2 separate regions of the Ovis aries genome follow, and region 1 is linked to region 2. Evidence: chromatin contacts called from public Hi-C data. All regions are on one chromosome and are shown on one strand. Each heading gives the region's core, a stretch centred on a gene start, on an enhancer-like site or on the middle of the called end of the contact. The rest is flanking DNA. Distances are from core to core; before and after follow the strand shown. Region 1 holds the start of MEF2A (myocyte enhancer factor 2A). Region 2 overlaps MEF2A (myocyte enhancer factor 2A).

The links. Hi-C and Micro-C count contacts between places; a contact is called where the count stands out from the background.
Region 1: a Hi-C map of hypothalamus shows a contact between it and region 2, with 2.8 times the contacts expected there. The contact joins the promoter of MEF2A here to the enhancer-like site in region 2. A contact is called at or near these places in 2 of 16 Hi-C or Micro-C datasets (hypothalamus and liver).

What each region holds. Positions count from the first base shown.
Region 1 is chr18:6,451,861-6,456,040 of ARS-UI_Ramb_v3.0, reverse strand. It overlaps MEF2A (myocyte enhancer factor 2A), which reads left to right and starts at 1,433. Exons shown (of 11, transcript XM_060401555.1): 1 at 1,433-1,548.
Region 2 is chr18:6,278,044-6,282,257 of ARS-UI_Ramb_v3.0, reverse strand. It overlaps MEF2A (myocyte enhancer factor 2A), which reads left to right. Exons shown (of 11, transcript XM_060401555.1): 8 at 902-925. Among named protein-coding and RNA genes, the nearest start is that of LYSMD4, 56 kb to the right of the region's middle. Within about 2 kb of position 1,782, at least 13 of the 54 cell types and tissues checked have an H3K27ac peak or open chromatin away from gene starts, as enhancers often do. A contact at or near this core is called in hypothalamus, where this site is marked.

The sequences.
Region 1 (4,180 bases), core at 184-2,683, 170 kb before region 2:
TTTGGCTCTGTGTCCACTGCATAGGTGCAGAGATAGGCAGTGTGGCTGTAGAAACGCCAGGCGAACAGCCTTCACGATGCAAAGACCACAACGGCTCACCTCCTAATGACCACCCTCGACAAAAACCAACAGCTCCCTAAACGCATCTCCTTCGCACCTCTCTAAGAAAAGGCAGTACGCAGGCTGGTCAGGAGTTCAAGTGCCCAGTGCCCTCCTCTTCAGCTGTAACCTCAGAAGGTCACTTCAGCACTCGAGCTTCCTTTTCTTCCTATGTAAAATGGGAATAGAAACTGAATCTACTTCATAGGGATGTTGTAAGGATGACGAGCTATCAAATGCAAACTATTCACACCGTTCAGCACTCAAGGTATACCAGCTGCGCCTACTAGCAACTATTACTAGTAGTAAAGGCTAGTAGGTCGAGTCTCTCTTGGGACGCAGGGAGCCTGGCTGACCACCCAGAAAGGCGTCGCCCACCTTCCACGCAGCTTCAAGTCCCGCTGTCTGGGGGGGGGGTCGGGGGCCCGACCTGCCTCGGCGTGCCAGCGGCCTGGGTCCCACCGCGCTCGCTCAGGGCAGGTGGGCTGGCGGCAGCCCCGGCAAAAACACAGGTGCGGCACCGGCCGCACCGAGGCCGTGGGCGGGGCGAGCGGAGGTCGGGGGCGCCGGGTGCGCCCCGCGGGGGGGCTCCGGTGGCGGCTCCAGAAGTCCGGCGGGCGAGATCCGGGCCCTCCGGAGCGACGCCGCCTGGCACCGGACTCGCGGCCACGCCGGCGCGCGCCCCGACGCCGGCCCCGCCCCCGGGAGCCCCGCCCCTCGGCACCCCGGGCTGCCCGGCGCGAGCGGCCGCGCTAGGCGACCCGCCACACGCCTCGTCACCGGAGCTGCTCCCGGCTGGGCCTCGGCGGCTGGTCGGGGAGGCCGCCGCGGGGGAGGCGGGGGCTGCGGGGCGCGACGCCGCCGGGCCGCCCCGCCCTGGGAGGCGCCCGAGTCCTCATCAAGTGACCAATATCCCTTCCAGGAGAACACGGTCCTTCTGAGGGAAGCGGGCTCCGGCGCGCTGCCCCGGCGCCAAACCGCCGTCATCTCCTTCCTGTGCCGGGTGATTCGTCTCCTCACCCACCCGAAAAAACATAGTCCGCCCCGCGCGCCTTTGTGGGGCAGTGCTCTTCCTCACACGGTGTGGCTCTCCTGGCCCGTAACCTTTGTCTTTCCCACTCTAAGTGCTCTGGGCCCCACCAGGAGGATAACTCAGCCCTGAGAGAGAACCTGAAGGGAGACGCTAAAGAGGGAGCAAGGGGAAGGCAGGGAGAGGCGAGCCTGGCGGAGGAACACAGCGGGCCGTGGGGGCAGTGCGCACGCGCGCCGACTGAACGAGTTCCGGTCTGGCCGGGGCCTGGCTCCTAAAAATAGCCCCGGTGTGGGGATCCGTGCGCGGATGTCCCGGCGAGTCCGGGGCTGAAGGAGGCGGCTCCGGGCGGCGCGGAGCGCGGGTGGCGGGCCCTGGCTGCGGCGTGTGCGCGCCCGCCCGCATTCGCCGGAGACCGGGTGAGGGCCGCGGGCGACAGGGCTCGGTTGGTGGGGGTCGGTGGGGCCCGAGGGGGCTGCGTCTCGGCGAGAGGACCGGGTGAGGGCTGGGGGGCGCCGGGGCGGGGGGCGGCGCCGCTCGGGAGGGGCGCCCGCGGGGCCCCCGGGACGGCGGCGCGGCGCGGCGTCCCGCTGGCGGGGGCCGGGGCGGAGGCGCGCTGCGGCGGGCCGGGTGGGGTGCGGGGAGGCGGCGAGCAGTGGTCGCGTCGGGGTCGGCGCCTCCCGTGGGGGTGGGGGCGGGGTGCCCCGAGGGCGGGCCCGAGGGCTGAGGGGCGTCGCGGGCCGGCTGAGGGAGGCGCGGCGGCGCGGGCTGGGCGCTCGGAGCCTCCCGGGGCGCACGTCGCGTCTGGGGCTGGGGGGCGGTGGCGGACGTCGCCTCCTTGAAAGTTGAGGGAGTTCCCTGGGGGTCCGAAGGCTCTCTGTGGGGAAACGCCCGAGGGCCCCTTGCTTAACCTTGCCGTGCGAGGCAGGGGTCTCCCCGAAGCGACTGACCCCTGCTGCGGGAGGCGTTTTGCGCTCTTGTTGGAAGAAGTTCCCTCACTTCTGTTTTGGAAGAAGGTTGGTCTAACGGAGCGGAACTCTCTGTGTGTGTTGGTGTGTGTGTGTGTCACTGGCCGGTTCGGTACTTGCGGCCAGAAGGTGGCCTGGGCCGGGGGCACCTGCGGGTGCGGACTCCCGACGGTGCGGGGAGACGTCGCGGGGGAGAAGGGGCTGCGTAGGGAACCGCTCGCTGCCCCCCGGACGTCCATCCAAAGTAGATCCCGGCTCGCAGGGAAGGTTTTCTGTGATGGAAACTTTGTCCTTCAGTTCGATTCCGTCTGTCTTTGATCCATGAGGATCCCTTAGTAGGTGAGATAGTGTAACAAGTTTGGAAATGGTGAGCGTTTCTGCATTAGAAAAAACAAGTTGTTGTGTTCTCCGCCCCCCCCCCCCCTTTAAGTGTCACTGTAAAAATGTCCTCAGACCTGATGACTTGATTCCTGAGATAAGAAGCGAGCATCCTGTCAGGATCCGGTAGGGATCCATGTGCGGATTGAAGAGTCATAGCACAATGTTAACCTGCATTTTAGTTTATAGTGAGATTGTGATTCTAATAAGTGTGCTTTTAAAAAGGCCTGCTGTGGTGTGTTAAGTTACGTGTATTTTTTAAAAAAATATTGTCTGAAAATTGTCAAGTTTTAGTGCAGTATGTTTTCCATGTGTATTTTTTTTTTTTTTTTGTAAATAGAGAGAAGGTTCCCTAAAGCTGTAATTAGGTGTACATTACACAAGAGCACTTTTCCTTTAAGAATCCAGCTGTGTTGTTTTGGCAACTGCCAAGTACTCCAGTTGTCAGTTTTAAAATCTGTGTTACCTTGGCAGTACTTGTACAGTCTGTGGCAAAGGTAAACAAAATAGCTTAAAGATTTTTTTCCTGCAAACACAGAAATGGCTTTTATTTTAGTATGAATTTAAGAAATGAGGATAAAATAACCCTTGTTTATTATGACTTTTGTATGTACATCTTTTGGTTTGGTTCATTTTTGAAGTTATAAGTCTTTACTCATGTCTTTTCCTGTGAATGGCAGCTTTTGTTTTAGGAAAAAAGTCAAAAGTGTCTTTACTAAAGTGGATGACAAATTTAGTTAGACTTTATATCAAACAATGAACGCATGTTGTGTGTCTAGTTCTGTATGATGATGCACTAACCGATTCTGAAATCATTTTTAATTCTCACTGAGCAGTGTAGTAAAGTGTAAAAAGTTGTGGTAATGGTGTTGCAGTGAAAATACCTGAAAGAGTGCTTCCAGTGAAAGTTTATTTACTAAAGCCATTGTGAGGTAGTAGTGATCTCTCTAAACACAATTATTTAATTCACACTATTGTTATATATAATGGTTTTATTCATCTTGGAGAAAGGATGATAAAATTATGTTTAACTCCTTAAATTACTTCCTAGGAAGTTTTTTTTTTCTCCCCACTAAATTGTTTAGGGTAATGAGTGATTGAGTGGTGGAGGATGTTCCGTAGAAGGAAAGTAGCTTTTTGGGGTTTAGAAGTAATAATTGTTAATATCACTGTTGAATTAAAGCTTGAGAATGATCTTTATTGTTAAGAGTTTTTAATGCTTCCTTAATGGGAGTACTTGTGACAAAGACCTTTGCTTTGGTAAATGGAACTAGAAATAATCTTTTCAAGATGAGGTGGTGAGGCTTTTGAATGGTGAGGCTTTATTTTTCAGGGCAGTTGCATTATTGCTTTGCATTTTACTTTTAGGATGCAGTGCAGTTTAATTTTATTAATATTCAAGCAGCAATGTCATCACTCATTGGTTATCAAGAGAGAAATATAGAAGTGTATTCTGAGAGTAGTTAAGTAATTATGAAAATATTTATTAGAATATGATTTTGAAGTTAAAATATTTCAATGAAAATTTATTTTAATAGATGTGTTTTCTGATCTAGGAGGAAGAAACCATAAATTTGTCACTGGGAAATAGCATGCTTATCAGTCAGGTTTTGGAAAACCATCTTTTTTTCTCTCCTTTTGCTGCTTTTATAAAGTCTAGCAAGAGAGATTTGTTGTAACATACAATGATGATGGTCCTCGATTT
Region 2 (4,214 bases), core at 533-3,032:
CAGAGAAGCTTGACTTACTCAAGTAAAATAATTTTTTAAAACTAGTTGGATTATTCTAGCATATTAATATTTTTACATGTGTAGAAAGAAAAGGAGCAATATGTTTCATTCATCTCTTTTCTGTATGATATATCAATTCATTTCTCCTCTCATTTTCTTTATTTAGGCGATTTATCAGTTCATTTCTCCTCTCATTTTCTTTATGTGGCTTTTCTCCATTGAAATTATTATGCTCATTTGAAAATTATATTTGCAAATGATAAATATATAAATTTGTAAAACTACTATACTTATTAACAAATATTTGAGTTCTTATTGTTTCATAATACTGTGTTAGTTACTGTGGGAAAAAAGAAAACATAATTTCTGCCCACCACAGAATTTAATTAAGATAAATGTACATGTGTAACCAGGTAGGGTAGGGATGGGAAGATTTAGATGTAAGTATTGGGCAAATTCCAGGAGATGGTGAAGGACAGGGAAGCCTGACGTGCTGCAGTTCCTGGGGTCACAAAGAGTTAGACACAATTTAGTGTCTGCACAAACAAAAACAAAAAACAGCGTTGGCGTTCTCCAGAGTCCAAACAGAAACTAGTTTTACAATTAGGAAATCCTTTTATATGTTATCACAGCATGGCATAAGAACAGAACAAACTGGGGTAGGAGGGTCTTTAAATACTGGCCCTAGAGAATTTAAAAGAATCTTTCCTGTCTTTTGAAGTCAGCTACAGGTACAGAGACAGTAAATAATGTATATTTGTACTCACTGCCTATGTAATCATCTCTTTAGATTTCCAAACAACTCATAGTGTTCAGATAACATGCTTTCTAAAGAAGTATTTTATATTCAACTACCAACAGTCTTAGTAACTCTCTTATTCCTCTTATGTGCTGAGTGCAGTCGGAGGAAGAGGAATTGGAGTTGGTGAGTGTGGGTTTCTACTTGAATGGAATTGAAAAAAATATGGAAAGTACTAATTCTTTTCAGTGTTTTTATCTGAGTAATGTTCCCTTTATTACACAGATTTTTTTTTTTCTTGCTGTTAAATACTGTCCAAACATTTTGAATAACTGAACCAAGCACTGGTACTGCAGAATGTGGTTTTTCTACTCATAATTATGTATCTTGACCTGTTTTATTTGTTCTGGAAACTTTGGAATAGAGCCTTTATAAACAATAGCTGTCCATGATCACAAGACATGTTAAAGAATTTTTTAGGGAAAGATATAAAATACCTTATATAGTTCCCCAAGTTATTAATATATTTTTAGAAAATGACTTCACCCTCACAGTTCCTCAGATTGTAACACACTGTCTTGTGTTGTTTCTCTTTCTTTCAAAAAGATTACATCATTTTTGGTGAGGTCACCTTTTTCACAGAGTTAGAATTATTTCATCCTGCATGAGACAATCTGAACCACAAGGGGGTTCCCTGTTTATTAAAACGAATGTCTTTAATTGAACATACATAAACTTCCTTTTTTTCTATCAGAAGATATTCTGTCCTTAATAGTAGCTGTTACTTTTTTTCAAAAACAAATGATTTCTATTGGCTTTTCTTCTAGAAAATAAATTTGACTAAAAATAACTTTCAGTGGCTCTTTCTTTGGGAACTAAAACTCAAACCTCACAGAACTGATCTTCTGATGTCAAAGTCAGCTGCTAATTAGGTGACTTTAAGGGAACTAAAGACTTGAAAATGTGTAGTTTTTAGCATGGACAGGGGTTTAGATTGCATGAAAGCATGGGGGAAAGGCATCTGTTCGTTTTACATTTTATTATTACATATATATGCATGCTGGTGTGTTTTGCACAGTTTGTTTCTTTTCGAATAAGGTTGTCTGTGCTCTGTCCTTAAAATTAGAGATTATTCTTTAACTTTGTGATCACTCTCACAGTTTTGGATGTGGTTTCACATTGGGTAACTGAAATACACTGAAAGTGATGAAAGTGAAAGTCGCTCAGTCGTGTCTGACTCTTTGCGACCCCAAGGACTATACAGTCCATGGAAATCTCTTGGCCATGGAATTCTTGTGGTGTTGGATTATATCATGTGCAGATTTTAAGTATCTTTTGGGGAAATACTTTACTTACTGATACAATAATGATTAGCAAATGATAGTTTAAATAATTTGTCTTAGATTAAATCTCACTATTTATACCCTTAAGAATTTAATCATAAATGCTTCCTTGTGAATTTATGAATTATCTAGCAGTATGTTGCCCTCTAGTGGCTGTTGAAATCAATGCCATTGAGATTATGAGCCTTGATGGGTAGAACCAATATATTGGAGTGTCACCGTTTTACAGACACACACACCACCACCGCCACCCCATCTTGAGGTCACATTAGGAGATTCCGTGGAGGTGAGGGTAGGGCATGGATAGAGCCAGGCTAGACCATGTCATACTGTGTTTTTCACCTAGTATTTGACTCTTGAAGTTTCAGTGACAAAATTTGTGAGAACAGATCTCTGTTCTCTCAAAGTAGATCTCTGTGTCAAAAATTCACTAAAATTTTTAACTTGATGCTGAGACAGAAATGTATATTTAGTTGTTATATGTTGACTTTTACATTCCTTAAAGTATACCGTCAATTACAAAATCTCAAAGGTAAATTTCTAAGTATTTGAAGATTGTAAAATCTAGCACATAAAAATACTTTTGATTAAGAACTATTTAACCAAAAACTGTAAATAGTCATTGATATTCTCTAAAACTTAAGCTAATTCAAATTCTAAAACTTAATTAAAATGCAGAGCTCTGTGTGTAGAACCAAATCACAATCAGAGACACAATCTGTTAGAATCTAGAAAGTTGTTCAGATTGGCTTGAGCTCTAGAATAGAATCATGAGTGGCTCTGACCCAGAGTGAGTGCCCGGGAACCTGCACTAAAGGCCCGTTTAGAGCCAGGCTATAAAGATGCCTTTAAAAGTCTTGCAATTCTAGAACAACTCTCCTTTCTGACAGCTCCAAGGGAATAGCTATGGATCAGAAGGAATAACTATATTTACCTTAAAAAGAAAAAGCCAGTTATGTAGAAATCTTGGGCCAGAGTATCTTAGAACAATTTAAGGATATATCTTACATTTCTGAAGTACTTAATTTATCAAAGCACTTCTTACTGTTGCCCTACTAGATTCTCACAGTAGCACTACCGAGCAGCAGTGCAGCGATCACCGTCTTCTCTGCTTTGGAGAGGGTCAAGGATTTTTCCAGTGCTCAGGAATTAGTGAATCTGGGGCAAGAATCAGGCCAGTATAGCCTGAGTGGTCTTTCTAGTATCCTCTAACTTAAGATTGGATAGAAAATACAAACTAAAAAGAAATAAAATGAGATATGAAATATCTAGATCTAACCAAAGGTCTTCTATCTGATTTCCATTTGAAATGGTAATAGAGAAAACTGAATGACATCCTACTTTCTGTAATCTCAGGGGCACTGAGTTATACTTTGGTATGGCTTAGGTCCCCTAAATGTCAGTTACCAGGCTGTAACTTCTTCATTTAGAAAAAAATAAGCCTGGAGTTAGGCTTTAGCCTTCTTGTGTTCTAACCACATGGAACTTGGAGTCTCTGTTTCGCTGATTCTCAGTTTTAGAACGTGTTTGCTTGAGGCAGCATTGTGAGAAACTGCTCTTTGATACCCATACCCTTACAGAATGGTGACTGTCTTAAACTGACTTGATTATTCTGTAGTTCATTTTGTTTCACTCCCACTGTAGATGGGATGCTGTGTAGATGCAGTCGGTCAGCAAGCATTTACCGCTGGTCATCCGCAGCCCTATCAGAAGTATTATATTTTATTTTAAAACTCTCTACTCAAAGCTTCTCCATTCATAAGCGTCCGGAGAAGGGATACATGGCTGAGTCTGCCATTAAAAAACAGGTCAATGGCGGATGATGGGAGAGGCTCTGCATGTATAGATAGGGTCAGGGAGTATATGGTAAATCTCTGTACCTTTTCATCAATTTTTCTGTGAACCTAAAACTGTTCTTTAAAAAAATCTTAATAAAAATTTATATCTAAATACATACACATATACATATTTGTGTGTTTACTGCAGGATCTCGGGGAAGGAAATATGAATACAAGCTGCAGTTTAGTAAGCTATGACTTAAAACCCTGTTAACTTGTAAATCCAGCAAATAGAAGTAGTTTTGAACTCTCTTGGACTCTCGTGGACTTATAATCTCTATATACACAGATAAC